Regions from separate parts of the Mus musculus genome. Here all the other regions are linked to region 1. The links are chromatin contacts, called in public HiChIP or PLAC-seq and promoter capture Hi-C maps. All regions are on one chromosome and are shown on one strand. Each heading gives the region's core, a stretch centred on a gene start, on an enhancer-like site or on the middle of the called end of the contact. The rest is flanking DNA. Distances are from core to core; before and after follow the strand shown.

Region 1 (3,380 bases), core at 374-2,873:
TGAGGTGATTTTTAGATTCATGCCACAATCTAGACAACAGACACTTAGCTCATGCACTGAGTTTGCTAATTAAACACCAAAGTGCTTTCCATACTTCAGGAGACTAAGAACATGAGACATTTCCTAGTTCATCACCTCAGACCTACTAAAGTAAACTCCTGAAATGATCTGGAGACTTGGGCTAGAAACACCGTGTCGGTAAAACACTTGCTTAACATCAGAGTCCCTAAGATCAACCCCCAGTACCACAGAAAAGAACAATCAATTAACACCAAGCTGGGCAGGCCTGTAATCCCAAATACTTTGGAAGCCGAGGCAGGAGGACCACAAAGTTCTGCCTGGGCTACACAAGACTAAGCACAAGGCTAAAGAGTCTCAAAAGAGAAAGAATAAGACCGCGGTGCTCACGCAGTAGACCTAAGGCCCTCTAAATCCAATCCCAGCCATGCCAAAGAGGAAAACATTTTAAACCCCTTTTTATTCACACACCTATCGCCACATTGATTTTTAGAATCATCACTGCATTTCCTACGCCCAAATGTGAGTTGTAAATTCTGCCTACGGGGGAAAAAGTACTTTCCACAGAAACTATTCTGGAAACAAAAAATGAGATTGCTGCAATTCACTGTGGTGGGAAAAAGAAATCTTTTCTTTTTCTTTAAATAAAACTTGGAATGGAATGTCCAGGTTCACAGCAGGGTCACAGTCCTTAGGTGTAGTGAGTTTATCTCACCATTCCTCAATCCCCCCCCCCCCAACTTCGGCACGTTCTTCTCTCAGTCAGTCAACTAACATTTTATACAGATCATCAAAGTCCACACAAGTCCAGGGAGCCCGCGAGAGATCCAAGGAGGCCATTGCAGCTGCAGCAAAAGACCTGAAGGCGCCCAGGAAACGACGGCGCAACAGACCAATGAAGGCTGAGAGCGGGGAATGACGGCGCCCGAGAAAACTTTCCAGCAGAAACTTGGCAAATGCCAGTCCTCGGGCGCGCAGAGGGCGGGGACAGCGGCCTAGGGGAGAGCACAGGGGACCGGCTGGGCCTGGGCTCTGGGACAACAGCCACCCAAAGCCTGGGCTCCGCCTGTGGACCAGAGATGACACCGACCCGGTTAGGGCTTTGGAGGCGACATGGGGACACTGAGAGGCGCGCCCAGGCACTGCCAGGGGGGTCTCCCACTTCCAGGCTCCCGATCCCTGCAGCGCCCACGGCCTCGGCTGTTCCTACCTTCTTTGGCTTTCTTCCTCCGGGCCAGCGTCCCTCCGAGTTTCCCCAAGAACGAGTCATCCTTCTTGCGGGACGGAGGCGACTTGGGAGTGGGTGATTTGGGGACCAAGGGCGACTTCTGTGGGGATGTGGCCATGGCGGCTGGACGCGGAGCTGGAGCTGGGCGGCCGCGGCGGGCGGCGGCGGGACTGAGGCTGCGGCTTTCCAAACGGAAGCGGAATTATTCCAGGCATTTGAGGCAGCTCGCTCGCCTTTCCCGTCCCTCGCTCCCTCCCTCGCGCCGCCCTCCGCCCTGCGAGGAGCTGCTGCGCCTGGGGCCCCCGTGCCCAGGGCTGCCCTGGCTACGAGGATGCCCTGGCTTGCCGCTTGCTGGGGGCTATAGACGCAGGGGCAAGTGCATGCTAGGGGGACGTGAGGTCTTATCTGGAGCTTGGAAGCCTTCACTTCTCTGCTTTGCATACACACACACACACACACACACACACACACACACACACACACACGCGTCAGAATCCGCAGGGAATCAGCCCTGTGACCCTATTTCCCAGCTGCTGCGGTCTCTTGCTCTACCTCCTGCATGGATGGGTTCCTATACTGTTAGTACTTTTGTCTCACAAAGAAGTCAAGGATCTAAAATGGGCTCTGGTCCCAACAGACTTCCCGTTCAACTTCTGCATGAATCTGCGGACTTCCACCTTCTCCTGTCCACACTCAAACAAAGCTGGAAGTCCACGACGGCAGACGCTCATCTATCTAGCCAAGAGCAATAGAATTAGTTCCAGACTCTCTTGACCTGACGCTGGAGTCACACCAGGCAGTTTTAAAGATTCATGCTGGAGATGTTTAGGAGTCCTGCGTACTTTTACTGTGCTTCTTCGTCCTAAGTTGTGGCTTGACCATCTCTTTCCCATTCTTTCAGGATACCTTGGTCATACACCAGCGGGAAGAGTTACATAACTGTTTCCACAGCTCTTTCCGTGATGGGGCATAAACAAATATCTATGTCTCCTTCCCAGAGCACCACCACCAAATTACCTTTTCCCTGAAATCAAGCTTGGGATCCAATGAGTTTATCAGACTTACAGAGCCTGGGGAAGGAGTCACCTACAGGAATGTGGGCGGGCCCCAAAGCAGCTGCACTACTGCAAATTTCTACCCCAGGGCGGATGACTTCCCCTAACTGTCTAAATGGAATCCCCTTCAGCTAATCTTCAACAGACTACTACTCTAACACCTCCAGTGACCACGTGGAATTAGGACAGAATGACCTAGTAGGGTTACAAGAGGGAGTGGCCAGAATTGAGATGAAAATTCAGTGACTGTCCCTGCTCCATCCTTCTATAAGGGAACATCAATAAACAGGGTCGGTCTCTAGGTCAGGAGTCGAGTGGGAAGGGAGGTCGCAAGTTCTCACATCTGCTTAGATGAAGATGGTGGCTGTCTTGCTCTGAGGAGGGCTTTCCACATGTACACTACACACACTGATGGAATCTGACTGAACCTCTGACTCAGAGGGAGCAAGATTTTGAACTGAGCTGGAGAAATCGGTCCAGCAGTTGGGCACTAGGTTGTGATCTAGTGCCCAGCTAGGCAGCAGTGTCTGTTCTCAGCCAGAGGCACGTGTTGATGAGTGACATGCATGTTGGTGATGAGAATGTGTGTCTTAACTTCCTTCCTATTGTTCTGATAAATCCCAGAACCGGAAGCAACCTAGAGAGGAGAGGGTTTATTTTACCTGTAAGGTAGCAGTCCATCACGGAGGGAAGTCAAGGCAGGAGTCTGGAGGCAGAAATCGGAAGCAGAGACCATGGAGAAATACTGCTTACTGCCTTGCCTCTCCTGGATTCCTCAGTTTGCTTTATTATACAACACAGGACCACCTGCCCAGGGGTGGCACCATGCATAGTGAGCTGGGCCCTTCCATAGCAATCATTAATCAAGAAGATGCCTCTCGGACTTGCCAATAGGCCAAGCTGATAGGGGGCATTTCTCAATTGTGGTCTCTTCTTCTCAGATGTCTCTAGCTTGTGCCTGGTAGACCAAAACTAAGCAACATAAAATACACTAGGAGGGACATGGGGATATAGGGCAGTATCTGGTGTGTGTGTGTGTTATGTGTCACGTGTGACACTCCAGGCATCCAGAAATGAAT
Region 2 (3,380 bases), core at 593-3,092, 230 kb before region 1:
CCTCAAGTTAGACTATTCTCTCCCAGGTGGCCAGAGGAAGAAGTATCTCCATTGGATCTTCACAAAGGCCTTTCCTGTACCTCGGATATATAGAGAAGATGCTTCCTATGTGGGCCTCATTTAAGTTTCTGGCTTGCCCAATTCTGAGAACTATCTGGCAGTATGTGTGGATTTCAAAGCAATTAAGACCTCGAGGCTTCATTAAGCAGAACTTGTAGCCTGACACTGCAAGCCTCCCTGCCCCAGGGACAATGGTGTTCAGTCCTGACTAATGCTTCCACATGCTCTCTCCCAGCTTGGGAGGCAAGATTGTGTGACGGCCATATTTGACTATTCCTATTCTTGGCACTGTGTGTGTGTGTGTGTGTGTGTGTGTGTGTGTGTGTGTGTGAGAGAGAGAGAGAGAGAGAGAGAGAGAGCAATGTGCACGCACATTCATGCAGACTTGCTCAAGTATATAATATATATACTATTGTCCCTCCAAAATTCTTAGTGGAATACTGATGAAAGGCCTAAGGAGGAGATGCCTCGGTATGTAAGGTACTGGCTGTGTAAGGATGAGACTTGAGTTCAGATCTCCAGAACCTGTGTAAAGGCCGGACACGGGTCATGATCATCTGTAATCCCAGTGCCTGTAGTGAGGCAGAGACAGAACCCCCAAAATCTTCAGGCAAGCTAGCCTGGTATGTACAGTAGAAAAACAAAAGAGATCCTGCCCCAAACAAGGTGAAAAGCAAGGACTGACAACCCAAGCTGTTCTCACATGCATACACAGACACAGACACACAGATATACACGAGAGAGAGAGAGAGAGAGAGAGAGAGAGAGAGAGAGAGAAAGTACTTTTAGCTACATTCACCTTCAAGGTGGGAAAAGCCAATCAATGAGAAAAATATAGTTAAAATGCATCAACAGCCCTGTGCTACAGTCTTTTAAAAAGATGGATTGATGTTTCTACATCCCATAATTTATACATTATTTTATTTTTTTGTGTTTGGGTGTTTTGCCTACCAGTATGTCTGTGCATTATGTAGAAGCCTGGTGTCCACAGAGGCCAGAAGAGGGTATTGAATCCCATGGAACTGGAGTTAGAGGTGGTTGTGGGCCACAAAATGAATACTGGGAGTCAAACCTGCGTCCTCTAGAATATTAGTCACCATTCTTAATGGCTGAGCCATCTCTCTAATGCCACACAACAACAATAAAAAACAACAACAATAGCAAGCAAACAAACAAAAAATTAACCAACCGAATTGCAGATGCAAAAAGAGCATGATTTGTTCTAGGTTTCTGCTAGGTGACCGTAACTATCCTTAGGGCAAAACAATGATGCTGACAATATAAAGTATGATCTGTAGTGTGTGTCTTCTTATTTCCCACCAACGCCTGGCGGGGCAGAGATGAGCTCTGCATTCCACGGATGAGGAAACAGGTTCAGAGATATGAAGACATGTTAAAAATACTCTTCAAAGGAAGTTGGACTCAGAGCCAAGTCTGTGCAACACCAAAGTCCTCCCATTACCCCATGCTCTAGCCTCCGGGGGATGACAAAGCTGTGCCAGGGAGCTCCACTGGTCCAGTCATCACTGTCAGCTGTAATGTCAATCAATGGATGCTAATAGGCTGAGCAGAAGAGAGAGTGAGGTGGATGTGGGAAGCACAGAGTTTGGAGGAGTGGGTGCACGTGGGGAGATACGTCGGTCTGGTAGAAGTTATAGGCAGATAAGGAACCTGAAGAATCTGTGTCAGCTCACTTGTTGATGACATGTCACATGCTTGTACAAGCCTCTTAGCTACCAGGGTACTGGGCTGTTTGGCTTCGTTTTCCGGGAGTGAGACTGATAAGCACATTCCATTGAGACCAGACGCAGCCAGGAGAGGCCAGACGCCAAACAGTGTACAGACCATGTGGGGAGAGTGGGGAGAAGCCTGCCGCTTTCTAAGGCTGCATGGGCTTTCTGTGAAAGGTCAGGGAAGGAAGAAATGAAGAGAATGTTCCGTGAAAATTGGCCTCAAGCTGAATCCATGTTTCTAAGAAGTTGCAAGTCCTGGCTACTAAGAAGGAGAGAGAGCCTGAACGTGTGCATGTATATGAAGTATGTGTTTTTGCATGAGCTCCTGTGTCTCCTGTGTGTGTTTGTGACACAAAGAAAATGATGGACAAGCTTTGGAACATGTGGTTGTTAACAAGTATTTACAATTTGTTCTCAATCTTTATCTTTGCTGATTTTTTTTTAATATGGCCTGAGGATATTTTTAAATGTTATATGTATGAGTATGTTGCCTTCATGTATGTGTGTATGTTTGTGTGTCTATGGTCTATGTGTGTGTATATGTATGTATGTGTGTATATATATATATATATATATATATACATACACACACACACACACACACACACATATATATATATATATATATATATATATATATATATATATATATATATATATGCGCCATGTGTGCGCAGTCTCTGTGGAGGCCAGAAGAGGGCGTCATATCTCCTAGAACTGTAGTTACAGACAGTTGTAAGCTGTAGTGTGGGTGCTGGGATCCGAATTCTGATCAACTGGAAGATCTTGCAGCAAGTTCTTAACCACTCAGCCATTGTTCTAGCCCCCTGACACTTTAAGAGTTATTTATTTATTTATTTATTTATTTACTTAATGAATATGAGTACGCTGTAGCTGTACAGAAGGTTGTGAGCCTTCATGTGGTTGTTGGGAATGGAATTTAGGACCTCTGCTTGCTCTGGTTGGCCATGCTCACTCAAGTCAACTCCACTAGCTCAGTCCCTGCTAGCTCTGGCCCAAAGATTTATTTATTATTATAAATAAGTACCTTATAGCTGTCTTCAGATGCACCAGAAGAGGGCCTCAGATCTCATTACAAATGGTTGTGAGCCACCATGTGATTGCTGGGAATTGAATTCAGGACCTTCAGAAGAGCAGTCAGTGCTCTTATCTGCTGAGCCATCTCTCTAGCCCCCGACTCATATTTTTAACACATAATTTGATAATTTGTTCATCAAATGATAATGTGAGTAGGTCCAGAGAAGAGGGAAGAGAGACCATATAGGAAAGTGGGAGAGGTCTTGGGATGCCACAAATCTCTTTCTGAATCCATATTCAGTGCTCCCCCCCATTAGTTCCATATAAGAACAAAGGGTGGCAATTATGGAACATTTTGTGCATTTACAGTGTGTGTGTGTGTGGTGCGTAATTTAGTGTGTTGTCTGGTTTTAGTTGTTATTGTTGCTCTTTTGTTTTAGTTTTTTGTAGTACTGGAGATTGAACCTAAGGTCTCACTCATGGTAGGCAAACAAGCTTCTACTGTGCTACAATCCCCAGGCAGGCCTCAAACCTGCAAGTCCTCTGTCT
Region 3 (3,380 bases), core at 538-3,037, 200 kb after region 1:
CAGCTCCTAGGAATGGGGCTGTTGAAACTGTAGGTTACCATCACCCAGCAAACAAAAGAAGCCAAAGCCTGCCCCACCCCACTGCAGAAAGAACAACCCTGAAGTTCCTAAGGGTCAAAATTATTTCAATGAATTCAGTTCAAGATCACTGGAAAAGCCAGGCCCACAGAGGTAAAGCCAATGGGAGGAGACTTTCCTCCAAGGCAGCATCACAGTCAGTCCCTCTCATCACAAAGAACTCAGCCAGAGCCCCTCTGCAGGGGACTACACAGTGAGGAGCAGCTCGCAGCGCATCCCGGCTTCCTGCGGTCCGGCCAAGCACCTTGTGCTTTGCGGTCCCCAGAATCTCTCAAAGGCCAGGGGCTCCAGACACATGCGCCCAGAGCTCCTTCCCACTGCCACAGGACAACTGGTGGGAAGCAGGCACAGAGTCAGGACTGCTTTCCGGATCCCTAAAACAGAGAGGACACAACACAAGCTTTTGGGGGAGAAACTACTGGGATCCAACCTGTGCCCTCTTCCTTGTGCCTGAAGAAGGCAGCACTGATCACCTTTGAAACCCCTGGGACATGAACAGGGGCTATCCTGGTGTCCCACGCTTTAGGTCCACTGCCCCCACCCCCACCCCTCGCGGAGATTGCTGGCACGCAGAGGACACAGGTACCTGAGAACTCAGGAGGCAAATGCGGAAGGCCAATTGACCTCCAGCTTTCTTCTCTCCGGGTCTATCCATAAGGGCTACTGACTTTATCCTCCCACTAAACCACCTAAGACATAGTGGACAGCGAAAGGCCTTGCAAACGAGAGCTCTTTCCGCTTTAGAAACCCAGGCCCAGAATAAACAATGTGGAAGGAGACAGGAGAGTACTCTGGTTTCAACACGCCTCTTCCCGGTCCAGTACAGGCCCTTCCCAGCTCCGCCGGTGAGGGTGAGGCTAAGACTGAGGCTGGCCTGGGATAAATTAACCCCGCCCTCTCCGAACAGCTGCAGCAGGCAGAGGCTGCAAGGGAGACCCCAGCCCAGGGCCAGCTAGCCACTGACAGAGCAGGACACGAGGGTAGGATGCTCCTGGGCAGGGACAAGCACAGGCTGTCAGGGGTCCCAAGCTAGAGGGAACAGCAGCGCAGGACCCTCGGAGCGTCGCCACCGGCCAAGCAACCAGCCCGAGTTCCAGCCCGCCGCTGGCCAGGCCACTGACATTTGGCCCAACTTCCTGTTATCAAGGAGGGAGGAGAAGAAAGGAAGCAGAAAAATATAATAATAAAATAAAAATAAGCAAGGCGCTCTGTTAGAGGATGGGAAAGGTACGGGAGCCTAGATCGCACAGAGCAAAGTTTGGGGACGTTCCCCTGAACGATGACAGGCGACCCTGCTGCTGAAGGGCGCCTACTATGCGCGTGTGTTGGGTTTTCTGAGGTTAGAATGACAGTTTTGATTGGTGAAGAGCCCACGGCGCACCCCGCAGGTGGGTCTGAGATCCCGGACGGAACTGCCGCACCTGACCCTCCGGGGCGTCCAGTAGGGCGCGGAGTCCAGCCGGGACTGGCACAGTCCCCACCCGCTCCCGCACACCCCGGAGCCTTCTCCCACTCCGTCTTACCCAAGGTCTCGCGGGCCTCCAGGCCTCAGGTCAACACCTGCCTTTCTTGTCCTCTGTCTGAGGGCGCAGAAATCCGGGACCCAGCGGGCCGCCTGCCGAGCCCGGAGCTAGCGAGGCGGCCCGGCGCAGGCTGAGCCGGCCGGGTGCCTGCGGTTCTGTGAGCCGCGGAGGATCCGATTGGGACACGCCTCCATCGAGGTTCGGCCAATGACAGGGCCTCCGAAGGCGAGGCTCCACCCCATGCTTGAGACGCGCGACCAATGGTCATGCAGCGCGGAACCCACCCCAGCGCCCTCCCAGTTAGTACCAGGCTGGGGGTTGCTGTCACCATTGCAGCTTCGGACGCACGTGGGCTGAAGCCCTGCCCTAGCCGCTCCCACCCTGGCCACAGGTCGAAGACCCAGCCCTGGGCTGCTATGAGACGAACACCCGGCCTTGGTGTTCTGGTGTCCAGGGAGAGGGGAAAGCTGGGCCTCCCGAAGCTTTGCCTAGGCAGCTGGAAAGACAGCCTCACTGTCCCTTCTGGACTGGAGGGAACAGCAAAGGACTTCTAGGACTGCCTGGCCTTCTTGGGCCCTCATTTCTTGCTTTTCTGCATGCAATCTTCCTTGCTTGGGTCTTCTCTTGAACTGGCCTTGCTTGGGCTAAAGCTGTGGGAAATGGGGTAGTGACACAGACCAATCGCACTGACTGGGTCGCTCGCACTTTCTCTTTCTTGGCTGTCGAATGGCTAACCCCTGTTTCTGATCGCTTTCATGAATGACCATGCCTCTCACAGTTTCAGCGAAAATTCTGAATGAATGGTTCGGGCTCGAAGTCCTGAGAAATTCATACGGACACTGCGACAGCAGTGAAAATAGGATTCAAGTGGACTGACTCACCCCTGGGGCCCGCAGCCCATCATTCAGCTTGGCCCAATGCAGAGTCCATAAATGTTCTTGAAACTGAGCTGACCCAGCGGGAGGAAAGCAGGCAGGCTTGGGCGGCGAAGGCAAACAGTACCATGACTCCAGGCTGCTGGAATTCCCCGGGTACCACCCTCTGGAGAGCATGCCCCTTGGCCAGGCAAGTGCAGGCAGCAATTCCTCCACCCCCAAACCTGGGGCCCGTCTTTTTCTATACTCTTTGCGTTTCCATCATCCAGGCCTTGGGGTTTCTCAGAGTTTGCCTCTCAGCGTCCTTAGGATTCACTCCACTTCTGTGGATGCGTTTTTATACCTGGTACTCAACCCCACTCAGTCTGCAAAACTCATCACTGACTCTAAGAGGGACAGTACTTGACTCTGGTGGGACTCTAACCATGTCACCACCAATCAATGAACACCTTCCATGCATCATCTCATTTAAACCCAGACCTAGAGATTGATCTTTTCAATATCCTCATCCCCTTTCACAGATGGGGGAACTGAGATCTGTAATACAGAGTCATTTACCAAGACCGTGTGCATATTAACGTGTCTGTATTTAAACGGGGAACTGATTCCAAGTCAACATACACAACCGTGAAGTGAGGCCTCTATAGCCATTCCTGGGCCTCCGAGAACCCTGGACTTGTAAGATCTCTAGAAGAACTGCCAATTGATCTGAGCACACTATAGAGCTCACATCTGGCTGCTGTCAGGGAAAGGCGACCTGAATGACCTGGCCCTGCCTTTTTAAGTTATTACTTAATTAGGAAATTGCATGACCTCTGTCCACAGCTTGGCTTCAGTGGGCAAGGCTCATAGCTACTTGGCTGAGCCCAGGCAGTGTGGAGATAGAGATGGAGGAGAAGCATTC

The links. HiChIP or PLAC-seq counts read pairs in DNA pulled down with a chosen protein or histone mark. Capture Hi-C pulls out chosen DNA fragments and counts their contacts.
Region 2: an H3K27ac HiChIP or PLAC-seq map of extraembryonic endoderm stem cells shows a contact between it and region 1, with 4 times the contacts expected there. The contact joins the enhancer-like site here to the promoter of Parva in region 1. A contact is called at or near these places in 6 of 39 promoter capture datasets (cranial neural crest, frontonasal cranial neural crest, liver and 2 more), 16 of 115 datasets of contacts at active chromatin or transcription factors (cardiomyocytes, craniofacial prominence, embryonic basal ganglia and 11 more) and 2 of 9 other capture datasets (adipose tissue and embryonic stem cells).
Region 3: a contact with region 1 is called in a promoter capture Hi-C map of pancreatic islet. The contact joins the promoter of Mical2 here to the promoter of Parva in region 1. A contact is called at or near these places in 1 of 115 datasets of contacts at active chromatin or transcription factors (pancreatic cancer cells) and 1 of 9 other capture datasets (pancreatic islet).

What each region holds. Positions count from the first base shown.
Region 1 is chr7:112,425,949-112,429,328 of GRCm38.p6, reverse strand. It overlaps Parva (parvin, alpha), which reads right to left and starts at 1,623. Exons shown (of 13, transcript NM_020606.5): 1 at 1,229-1,623. The coding sequence starts at 1,364.
Region 2 is chr7:112,654,738-112,658,117 of GRCm38.p6, reverse strand. No RefSeq gene overlaps it. Among named protein-coding and RNA genes, the nearest start is that of Gm40451, 18 kb to the left of the region's middle. Within about 2 kb of position 1,842, at least 44 of the 459 cell types and tissues checked have an H3K27ac peak or open chromatin away from gene starts, as enhancers often do. A contact at or near this core is called in adipose tissue, extraembryonic endoderm stem cells, heart atrium and 2 more, where this site is marked.
Region 3 is chr7:112,224,243-112,227,622 of GRCm38.p6, reverse strand. It overlaps Mical2 (microtubule associated monooxygenase, calponin and LIM domain containing 2), which reads right to left and starts at 1,787. Exons shown (of 26, transcript NM_001193305.1): 1 at 1,602-1,787.